3 separate regions of the Sus scrofa genome follow, and regions 1 and 3 are each linked to region 2. The links are chromatin contacts, called in public HiChIP or PLAC-seq maps. All regions are on one chromosome and are shown on one strand. The core of a region is the stretch at or near the end of the contact, and the rest is flanking DNA. Distances in the headings are between cores, read along the strand shown. Region 1 overlaps CTIF (CBP80/20-dependent translation initiation factor). Region 2 overlaps CTIF (CBP80/20-dependent translation initiation factor). Region 3 overlaps SMAD7 (SMAD family member 7).

Region 1 (3,534 bases), core at 776-3,275, 140 kb after region 2:
TGCCACTTAAAATGATTGGTCTTTCGGTAGAGAGACTCGTAACTTCCCCGTGCTTGTTTACTCTAGCCAGGTTTTTATTTATGTACTGAGTTTATGTAGAAAGAAATAGTCGGGAGTTCCCGTCCTGGCTCAGCAGAAACGAATCTGACTAGTATCCATGAGGATGCAGGTTCCATCCCTGACCTTGCTCAGTGGGTTCAGGATCCTGCCTTGCGGTGCGCTGTGCTGTAGGGCGCAGATGCAGTTCATATCTGGCATTGCTGTGGCTGTGGTGTAGGCCAGCGGCTGCAGCTCGGATTCGACCTCTAGCCTGGGAACCGCCATATGTGGCAGGTGCGGCTCTAAAAAGACAAAAAAAAAAAAAAAAAGTGGGGGGAGGGAGGAATGGAGGAAGGAAGGAAAGGAGGGAGGGAAAAGAAAACTAAAAAATAAATAGTCCCCTGAAAGGAAAATATTACTATAAATGACTGTGGTCATTCATAATCTAGAACACTGCCTGCAGAAAGGAGGGGGGAAAAATTACTTGAAGGAACAGATCTTTGGACTGTAGTGGTTTACCATTGAATTATTTATTTTTTTAAAAAATGGTTCTTTCTAAATTTCCTCTGAAAAAGAAATAAATAAGGATAATCAGAAAACTTTTAAGGAGCAAGAAGTCAAGGGGAGTGCTTGCCCTGCCCATAATAACCCTATGAGAGGGGGTAGACTTGAAGGGGCAAACGTGGAAGCTGTTGGGTCCAAGTGAGAGGCTGGTGGCTCAAAACAGTCATGAAAGAGGAGGGGGAAGGCCATGTGCCTTCCAGTTGTATCTTTGTGTTAGAACCAGCAGGACTTCTGACCAGAGATACAGAGAAGGGAGGGAGCGTTCGGGATCCTCCTTTACCAGCCTGCTGGCACCGTTTCCTGGGATGAGGAAGCTGGAAGCAGATAGAGTGGGAATGGCAACCAGGAGTTTGGGTGGCCTGTTTTCCATCCCCAGGGAGCTGTCCCTCTGCTGCTCCAATGGAATTGTCTGATGTGTCTGATGATCCAGAAGAGGTTGGCCCTAGCGACACAGGCTTGAGCGTTGGGTCAGCGTGTACCTGGTGTTGGGGACCAGATAGGGTGCGCTGGGGGAGTGGAGGAGAGAAGGCTGGAAAGAAGCCAGGAGGGCGCCAATGGTCACAGCGCTCCTCCCTCAGGGGCGGGGCCAGACCACCCCTCCCAGGTGCTGTCCCCTCCCACTTTCAGCAGCTGGTCCCAAGATGTCAGGAGGAGCGACCTCAGGGGAATCAAGGGGACCGGGACGGAGAAGTGGCCGGGGTTTGGCAACAAGGAGGTCAGGGACCCCATGGTGTCAGTGGAGTGAGCGCAAAAGCTACCTCGGCAGCGCTGGGGAGTCAGTGAAGGTGAGGAACCCCATGCAGACAAGCTTTTGGAGAAGTGTTTCCGTGAAAGACCCCAGGGAGAGGGAATTGTCAGCTAAAGGGGAGGTATGCCATCAAGAGCCATTTTTTGTGCTTCTGAAAGGAAGAAAAGAGAGCAATTCAAGAGAAGGGAGGGGGTGTTTGTAAATGTTTTTGAAGCATTTATCAGAAAATAGCTCGTTGTCTCCAGACCGCGTGGGTGCACATAAAAGCAGAGCACACAGACCTCTGCTGGGTGTTTCGTGACCCCCTAAGCCTCTGCTACGCCACATCGCCAAAGTTTCTTGACAACTGTACTTGATTTCAGACTTGTTTCTCAGCTGCAGACAATGGCCTCTTCCAAATTGATTTCACTCAAACTGGCCTCAGTGCAACTGCTGCACAGAGAGGCCATGGCTATGCTTTTTGCATCCCTTTGGGATGCTTTGAAGGCAGCCCTCTTGGAGGCAGGGGGCTGGCCCGGATGGCCTTCGGGGGTCCTCCCATCCTTGGGTGAGTTGCCCTGCGCCCCCGACAGCCCACCTCCAGGCAGGGAGCAGCACTGTTCTAGGGCAGTGACCTGGATCACCCCAACATGTTTCCTCTGTGTGATCTGGGCACCTCTTGGTGTTGTTGTCACCTGCTCCCCCAAGCAGGAAGCAGGGCCCCAGCTGAGCACTGGCCCTGGCTGTCAGGACACTTCTGACGCCACCTGAGGTAGTGCGAACCTTCTGGTGTGAAATCCGGAAGGTGCCAAGAGGTCTGCACAGGCCAGAAATAAGGAGCCTCCTCTGACTTGTTCGCTGCAGTAAACTCTTGGGACAGGGTCACACAGACACCCCCCCCCCACACCAGGCTGACAGTAAACCAGAAGAGTAACTAAATCATCAGTGGCTTTCATCATTTCGCAAAAGAGGAAACCACCATCCCGTGGGCCAAGCTATCTGCTTGAGGCCGCCTGGGGAGACCCCTGAATTCTTAGAGTCCATCTCTGCCTCCTGTACCTTATTACCTCATACACTCATAAGCAGGCCTGACCCCTGTCCCCAAAGCAGGTTGAGCCAGCTCTAGGAAGTTTCTACAAGCCATAGTCACTGCTGCTGCCTTTCTCCATGAGGGGCAAGTTTAGGCTCTTCCCCAGGGGGCCACGCAGATGGCTGACCCCAAATGTCCAGGGCCCGCCTTGCCCTGGGGTCCTCCCAACTCTCTGAACCACCCCCAGGCTGGCATCTCCAGCTGCCCACTAGGCACATCCCAAGTCAAGCCTGGAGCCCTCCCCCAGGATGTGCCTGTGGTGCCCCAAACCTTCCTGTTCAGTCCCCATCCTAATGTGGCCCAGCCTCAGCCCCAGGACACCCCAGTTGCTCCCCTGCAGCCAGGCGGGGACATCCCAGTTGCCTTTTCTCACCATCATAAGACGTCCACTCCATCCTCTGCTTTGGTACCACCCCCCATGGCATCCCCTGCTCCTCCTCCCTTGATGCCCCAGAGTCAAACAGAGACCCACCATCCATCTTGGTACCATCTTTGGAACAAGTCCAGGGGAAGATATAAAATCCTCAGTCTTGGGGACTTCTTGCTCATGGAGGTCACTTTCACTGCACCCAGGGCTCACTCAGACTGAGCATGTGCTTAGACCCTGAGCCCCTTCAGGCTGGAGGACACCCAGCTCTGAGATCCACCCTGCCCCAGAATGACTTCCCCGGGCATTTCCTTCCACACTCTGACCTAGTTGAATTAATGTTCTCTCGGTCACTCAGGCTTGAAATCTTGGACCCCATCCTTGGAGTCTCTGTCTTCCTGGCCCTGAAACACCTCCTCCCAGGCCCAGCTCAGGTCACCTCCTCTGGAGGTGCCCCTGTCCCCACCCCCAGCCAAGTACACCTCCGAGGGAGGCAGTGCATCCCATCCTTTTGACATCACCCTGTGGTATTTTTTAGTAATGACAATAGCATGCTGGAAGGCATTATCCAAAGCACTTCATGCCTTCATTTGTCTATTAACTCAAGTGACACCCTAAAGATTTTTCTCCCCATTTTCCAGAGAACAGAGAGGTCAGGCAGCTTGCTCACAGCCACACAGCTAGCGGGCAGCAGAGTTGATATCAGAATCCAAGTCTCCGTTCCTAACCACCTCACAAACAGAACGT
Region 2 (3,758 bases), core at 90-2,589:
AGAGCACCTGTTTGGTCAACATGTCTCTGCTGTGCACAGCCTGACATTCCTCCAGGGGACCCTCTGCACCCCTCCAATCCTCAGACTCCTGGGAACATGGGGCAGCCCCGGGGAGGTTGAGCCTCTATCAGCTGCAGACAAGGAGGGTGCTTGCTGATGGAGTGAGGGGTGCTGGTGGCCATCCCCCTACTAGACGGCCGCACCTGGGCCTGCAGGAAGGCACCCATTGGTATGGGCTTGGGGGGTTGCAGAGTGTTGGCTTCTGCCCTCAGAAGGTTAGGTAGAAGCTGTGCTGAGGGGAGGGATGGCACTCCACAAACTTGACCGTGTGAGGGCAAAGGAGTAGAATGAGATGGGTTCCCGCCCCTCCTTGCACTCCCCTCCCCTCTCCTCCGTCCCCAAACCTCCAGCCCAGACATCACCCCACCAGGCTCCTTCCCCCTCTGGTGTGGTGACTTGAACAATTTCTCCTCAGCATCTCCTCAGCTTACCAAAGCTCAGGAGCCACATAGCCTCAGGGCTCTGCAGAAATACTGTCTTCTCTTCCCCACACAGCGCTGGAGGCTTCTGCATCTTAAACAAAACCCCAGTTGAAAGACACTGTTTTTGAATTATCCTGTGTCTTGCCCCAGGCTTTCGAAAAGGACACATTTTGATCATTTCTCTTTGAATTCTCTTGTCAGACAAATGTTCCCTCTGCTGTCTTTTGTCTGACCAGAGGAACTTATTTCCCCTTTTGCCTTCCTGTTAGGAAATGTTGAAACTAAATTCTCTGTCTGTCTGCAGTTAATTCTGAGCTCACCCTGACCTGGGCAGGCCCGTTTTGCTCTGATCCTCTGGTGAGTGACCTAGTTGAGTGAAGTACAGAATGTGTAGACCCATTCTTGTGAGGTCGACCTGGTGCACCCACTGGACCAGAAACATCACTGAGTCAGGTGGGATTTCTGGCCTCATGGATATGCCCAAGGCCCTCTCCACGAAGGGGCCCGGAAAACCCAGGAAAGGTAAAGTGGGATTTCTGACCTCATGCCACCTCATACCAGCGTGTCCAAGCGCTCTCTTCACACAGGACCCAGGAGAGGACAGGAGACCAGCTGACAGGGGGGCAAGTGAGACTTGGGGTTAATCACCCCATTTACCTGCTTGGCCCGAATAAAGACAGGATGAGAACCACCCCAAGCCCCCAAGAATATGAGGGACAAATGAGCTTTCAGAATGAAAATCACTCCCCTCCAAAATGATGTCCAGGCTGCACTCCCCCACCCACGAAGCCACTGAGTGCTTGAAGGAATAAAAATGAGGGAGCAGCCCTGTTCCTCCAGCAGGTGGTGCTGTTGCAGTGTGAACTCAGGGTTGGTGGGAAGGGGCTGCCCCACACTGGACTGAAGCTACTGAAAGCCTGGTTCCCAGCCCTTCAGATTGGAAGGAGTGACTTTATTGTTCCCTAGAGCTATGCCAGCTCTGTTGCCAAGTCTTCTGGAAACTTCCAGGATATGCTAACTCACAGACATAAGGATTATTAAAATATTCTGAGATGCCAAGGAGCAAAGTCATGTAAAAACTAAGTCCCACCTCACTAGCCCAGGCCGTTCCTTGTCCGCAAGTTCTGCTTCATGTCCCTTCTTGGTCCCACGGGGTGTGACTTCATTGGTTGAGTCCACCAGGATTGACTGGGCACCTTTCTGTAGACCAGGTATGGTCTTAGCCATGATGGACTGAGGTGGTTTTTTTTTTATTTATATTTTTATTTTATTGCAGTATAGCTAACTTAGAATGTTGTATTAGTTCCAGGTGTACAGCCAAGTGAGTCAGTCACACATAGAAATATAGCCATTCTTTTTTCCCATACTAGTTATTACAAACTATTGAGTAGATTTTCCTGGGTTATAGAGTAGGTTCTCATTAGTCAGTGAGTATATATTGTGTATGTGTTATTCCCACCCTCCCAATTCTTCCCTCCCCCCAGCAGTTTCACCTGTAGAAACCATAAGGTTGGTTTTGATGGACTGAGTTTAAATGCAGGGGCCACTGCCTTTCCAGTGAACCAGGACATGCCATTCTCCTGATGTCCCCATAATGAGTATCTAGCAATGACTGTATTGCCATGCAGACACTGGCCTTCTAGGTTCCAGGAACTGTGAGGGGCTTTCTCTTTCTTATCTTACCTATTGCTGCATCATGTCTGTGAAGTGTGTGCCGTTACTGATCTCTTTTTACAGACCGTGTTGTCTCTGGTCCAATGTCACCTTCTTAGTAAGGCCTCCTGAACTCCCTGTTCTGTACTCCTCACCCCCCACCTTTATTTCTCTTCGTGGAACGCATCACACATGCTTTATTTATTTTTGTGGTCTGCATTCTCCCACTGGAAAGTCCCATTCTCTGAGGGCTCATACAGTGCTCCTTAAATATTGGGTGAATGACAGGAGAACCACTTGTTCCTGTAAGTGGACTCACTCCTAGTGTCCCTGTCCCACCCACCCCCCACCCCATCCAGAACCTGTGCCTCCTTCACATGGGGACACCGTCCGAGCTACGTGTCTGCACATGTCCTTTCTGAATTCTCATAACTGCCCTGTAAAGTGTAGATACTAGTCTTATCGTCAGCATGCGGACAAGAAAACTGAGATCAAATACGTGGCCCCAAATCTCATGGCTTACAAATGGGGGAGTGGGATTGGAATTCAGGCAGCCTGGCGCCCCTTTGTAAGGAGTGCCAAGGAGGAAGAGGTGATGGAAAACCATTTTCTAATTCTAGGCGACTATAGTCACGTACAGCAAGTGAGGGGTGAATGTCATTTCCTTAATAAGCAAGAACAAGAAAATGGATATCTTTTTTTTTTTCTTTCTCTAGTGCTAAAGGCACTAAAAATGGAAAGAGAGGAGGAGGGGGTGGGGAGAGGGAGAGAGGAGCCCCTACTGACACCTTTGACAGAGGAAGAGAGATTGTTCCTTTTTTTTTTTTAATTGGAAAGGTTTCCCATGGCCTCCCCCCAACTCGTGCTGACTCCAGATCCTGCCCCAGCTCTGAGGCAGAATGCTCTTCTAGGAGAGAACCTCTGCTCTCCTGGCGCCCCCTCCTCAACTCCCCCACCCCCCATCCCCCACCCTCACCTCCTGCTTCCTCCTGCAGGATAAAAATAGGTGCCCATACAATAAAGGAGGAGACCAGGAATTCTTCGATCCATGGTTTCCTGTCTGAGGCCATAGGTAGCAAAGGCAGTAGGCAGTGTGCGCTGTGAGGCCAGCCTATTTTTGTTTTTTGTGAGTCTTTTTACAAGCAATTATTGCTTTCAGGGTGAGGAGCTTAGTTGGGGACAGCTAAAACCATTCCTAGGAAGCAGGTCACCAGCCGAGTCTAGGTGAGACTCTTCTCCACAGTCTCGGAGAAGGGGCCAAATGCAGGGTGCTGGGGCTGGAGGGGGCAAGTACATTCTGGCTTTGGGGGATCCCAGAAGTACCTGCCTCCCTTACATGACAGCCTCAATTATCCCTAGCACAGTTAGGGTCTTAGAATTTGGCAAACTGTGGCCTGCAGACCAGCCTTCCAGCTTGTTTCTGCAAATAAAGTTTTATTGGCACATGGCCACACCCACTGGTTTGTTCACTGGCTGTGGCTGTGTTTGTGCTACAAGACAGAGTTGAGTAGCTGCAATGTTGCCCCTTCCGTCTGCCAAGCCTGAAATATTTCCTATCTGGCCCTTTATTGGAAAAGGCTGATAAGCCCTGAGAGTTAAAACAGGTGACAAAATCCTGAAGCT
Region 3 (3,438 bases), core at 880-3,379, 250 kb after region 2:
CCCATCTACACTCACACACGCGCACACACTCACTCACACATAAGCCCTACTAAGGGCTACGATGACCCCAAGGTTGGGGCCTGCTCCCCATTTACACTGTGTTTGGTGGCACTGATTTTTGCTTCCCCTTTTCAGATCTGGGTGTTCTGCCAACCTTACCACTGCCCACCCCTGCCCCCGCCCCAACCCGCCCCGAAGAGGAAAAAAAAAAAAAAAAAAAACCAACAATTCTTTTCATAAGCTATTTCTCAAAGAACAAAACAAAACATAACATAAACAAGAACGACGAGAGGAAGGAAAAAAAAAATGACCAAAGAGTTTGCATGAAAAGCAAGCACTCAGGAGGAAAATCTTAGCAGCAAAGTAGTTTGGACTGGGCCCGCTCGGCTCCCGCTCTGTCCTCTCCCCCACGAGGCTACCGGCTGTTGAAGATGACCTCCAGCCAGCATGGGCAGCTGCTGATGAACTGCCGGGTGTAGCACTGGCCCCAGCCCTTCACGAAGCTGATCTGCACGGTGAACCCAGTCCACGGCTGCTGCATGAACTCGTGGTCGTTGGGCCGCTGCAGGCTGTACGCTTTCTCATAGTCAAAAGCCTTGATGGAGAAACCGGGGAACACTTTGTGTACCAACAGCGTCCTGGAGTCCGGGTTGTCCAGTGTGGCTGACTTGATGAAGATGGGGTAACTGCTGCGGTTGTACACCCACACGCCATCCACTTCCCGCGTGAGCTGGATGCCACAGCCGATCTTGCTCCGCACTTTCTGCACCAGCTGACTCTTGTTGTCCGAATTGAGCTGTCCAAGGCAAAAGCCATTCCCCTGAGGTAGATCATAAAAGATATCCAGGGAGGGCTCCTGGACACAGTAGAGCCTCCCCACTCTCGTCTTCTCCTCCCAGTATGCCACCACGCACCAGTGTGACCGATCCCCAGGCTCCAGAAGAAGTTGGGAATCTAGAAGACAAAATGGCAGACATGGTGGGTGATGATGGGGACTGGCATTTTCCTCTTCCTCCCAAACCAAGATGACGTGCACATCCGCACTCCTGGGCCGCCAGGCCCACTGTTTCTCAGTGCAAGACAGAAAGAGATGATAGGGCACTGGATGTGCCACAGGCTGTACAGTTCCCCTATGGGGGGCTTGGAGATCTTAACCCAGTGATGGAAGAGCGGGGCCTCTAAAGCATGGGGGTCCCTGATCCCTCTGCTCCCCCGCATCCTATCAGGAACCCAGGACACCAACCCTACCAGTGGAAGCCCCATCCCTGCAGAATCAGAAGCCAGGACCACTTAGTAACTTAGTTGGAGGGCTTACTTTTAGGGCTGGGAGAGGCCTTCTAGACAGGTCTAAAATTATAGTCCTTTAAACTGGATGGAACCTTGCAGGCCAGCTGCTCCAGCCCCTTGTCATCCTCATGAGAAAACCTGGCCTCAGGAAGTCTGTTGCTCAGGCCCCAGGGATGACACAGCCAGACCTTGACCCCAGGACCACCTGCTAAACAGTCTCTGTGCTTGTCACCCAGTCCTCAGATCAATGCCTTGGTCATCAGGGAGCACTGTCTGGGGGAAACTTTAATGGAGGTGGCTTGGGATAAAAATACCTATCTTCCTAATAGAAAAACAACTCAGTGTGTCTGTCCCCGGCAGCTCTGTACACAAAGGGTGAGCTCCTGTCAACACGCCAAGTCACAACATGCAACTTGGTGTCAGCCCCGACTACCTCCGGCCCAGATGGAAGATTGTGTGTCTCAAGTGGGTACAACCATGCCTTTGGCGGGGGGGAACCCTCCTCCTCCTCCTCCCCCTCCCTCCCCAGAAGCATCTAGACTGGGTGTCCTCCCCCTCCTTCTTCTGTCCGCCCCTGGAGGCCCCACCCCGGCTTTCCTAGACGTGCTTTCTTCCCACGGCAGCCAGCAGGGGAGGCTGGGGTGAGTCTGCTAAGGTGATTTTTCCTGAACAGGCGCTTGGAGGTCTTTTAAAAGGGAGGATATATGGAAGCCAGGGGGCCCCGGCGGCTGGCATTCCGACTCTTCCTCAAGCTGGAGCCGGCGGGGTAGGCCTCAGACTGGGAGCCATAAATCTCCCGAGCCCAGCCGGGCTGCAGGAACGCTGCGGTTTGTGGTGGCAGGGCGGAGACCGGAAGTCTTGTATTTGTTAACAAAAATGGGGAAAGGCAGGGGAGAGCAGGGCCGGCGGCAGAGCCCTCCTCCCGCCCTCCCTGTAAGCTCCTGCTTCTCTGTTACTGGGGGGCTTGGGGTTGAAGGCAGGGGTTGGCGGGAGGTGTCTTTTGCTCTGTTAGGCCTTTTTGATTTTTGGAAGCGATGATGGGTTATATGGCACAGCGGCTGGGGGTTGGAGGAGGGCTCAGGCCCCGCATCCCGCCATCCCCGCAGGCCGGGGAGCCAGGGCAGCTCAGCATGCCAACTCCTTCCAACGTTTCTAGGCATGTTCGGGCCTGGGAGCCAAACCAGGCAGCTCCATTAACTTTTTTTTTTTTTTTTTTTTTTTTAAAGCAGCAGCCAGTCTTGCATGGAGGCATCCTATGTATGAATAAGTCTGTACAAATGTACTACCCATCGAGGCAGCCACCAACACCCACCCTGAGTGGCAATCCCCTAGACACCCCACCGGCTGGGACAGCTACAAAAATGGGGAAAGCTGAGGGGTCCTTCCTCCCCTCAACCCCAACCCCATGAAATATCAACACCAGAAACTTGGTCACCTGCGTCCCCCATGCATCTCTAAAGCTCAAGTGTGGGAGAGGCTGTGTCCATGAGCATAGTGTGAACGCACTTCGAGTGTGTGCTCTGTGTGTGTGTGTGTTTGCAAGCACACACCCGGGAACATATGGAAAAACGAGAGGGACCAGGGCTCCAAGCTGAAGGTGACTCGTCAGGCATTAACTTGTTTCTGCAAAGTATCCATCAACTGCTAATAAACTCGCGAGCGCTGGCAATCTTTGAACCCTCTTGCCGAGGGAGTTCAGCTCTGAAGGCTACACCAAAGACCCATAACATCCATGTAAATAAAAATGTCCTGGCAGCCAAGTTTGCTGAGGGAGGAGAAAGCCCTTACCTGCCTGCCTGTCTGAGCGGGGAGGGTGTTTGGAAATATAAGCTATCGCTTATGCTCCCAACTCGGGACAACAAATTGGCCTGGAAAGGAAGACTCGAGAGTTGCTGGGAGGAAGGTTCGGGAGACCCTTGGGGGAGCCTCACAATACTTTGTTTCATGGAGCTCCCCTGAAACCTGGCACCCGCTGGAGCAGGGAGGTGAGGCAGGGGGAGGGGGAGGAGGAGGACAGGGTCCTAGGGATCAAATTGCCCCGGTGCCAGGCCCACAGACAAGGGATGGGGGGCCTCTGTGGGCTGAGGAAGCTGGGCGGGGGCAGAGGATTGAGGTCGCCCAGCGGAGGGGAGGGGAAGGGGGGGGGCCTTC

The links. HiChIP or PLAC-seq counts read pairs in DNA pulled down with a chosen protein or histone mark.
Region 1: a contact with region 2 is called in an H3K27ac HiChIP or PLAC-seq map of alveolar macrophages. The contact joins two enhancer-like sites. A contact is called at or near these places in 4 of 47 Hi-C or Micro-C datasets (embryonic fibroblasts, heart right ventricle, retroperitoneal adipose tissue and 1 more) and 2 of 2 datasets of contacts at active chromatin or transcription factors (alveolar macrophages and skeletal muscle).
Region 3: an H3K27ac HiChIP or PLAC-seq map of alveolar macrophages shows a contact between it and region 2. The contact joins two enhancer-like sites. A contact is called at or near these places in 1 of 47 Hi-C or Micro-C datasets (fetal skeletal muscle) and 2 of 2 datasets of contacts at active chromatin or transcription factors (alveolar macrophages and skeletal muscle).

The regions. Positions count from the first base shown.
Region 1 is chr1:98,409,581-98,413,114 of Sscrofa11.1, forward strand. The region is part of intron 10 of CTIF (CBP80/20-dependent translation initiation factor); the gene reads left to right. Among named protein-coding and RNA genes, the nearest start is that of SMAD7, 130 kb to the right of the region's middle. Within about 2 kb of position 2,026, at least 1 of the 83 cell types and tissues checked has an H3K27ac peak or open chromatin away from gene starts, as enhancers often do. A contact at or near this core is called in alveolar macrophages, where this site is marked.
Region 2 is chr1:98,268,077-98,271,834 of Sscrofa11.1, forward strand. The region is part of intron 6 of CTIF (CBP80/20-dependent translation initiation factor); the gene reads left to right. Among named protein-coding and RNA genes, the nearest start is that of TRNAD-GUC, 42 kb to the left of the region's middle. Within about 2 kb of position 1,340, at least 9 of the 83 cell types and tissues checked have an H3K27ac peak or open chromatin away from gene starts, as enhancers often do. A contact at or near this core is called in alveolar macrophages, where this site is marked.
Region 3 is chr1:98,513,867-98,517,304 of Sscrofa11.1, forward strand. It overlaps SMAD7 (SMAD family member 7), which reads right to left. Exons shown (of 4, transcript NM_001244175.1): 4 at 1-954. The coding sequence ends at 416. Among named protein-coding and RNA genes, the nearest start is that of SMAD7, 27 kb to the right of the region's middle. Within about 2 kb of position 2,130, at least 37 of the 83 cell types and tissues checked have an H3K27ac peak or open chromatin away from gene starts, as enhancers often do. A contact at or near this core is called in alveolar macrophages, where this site is marked.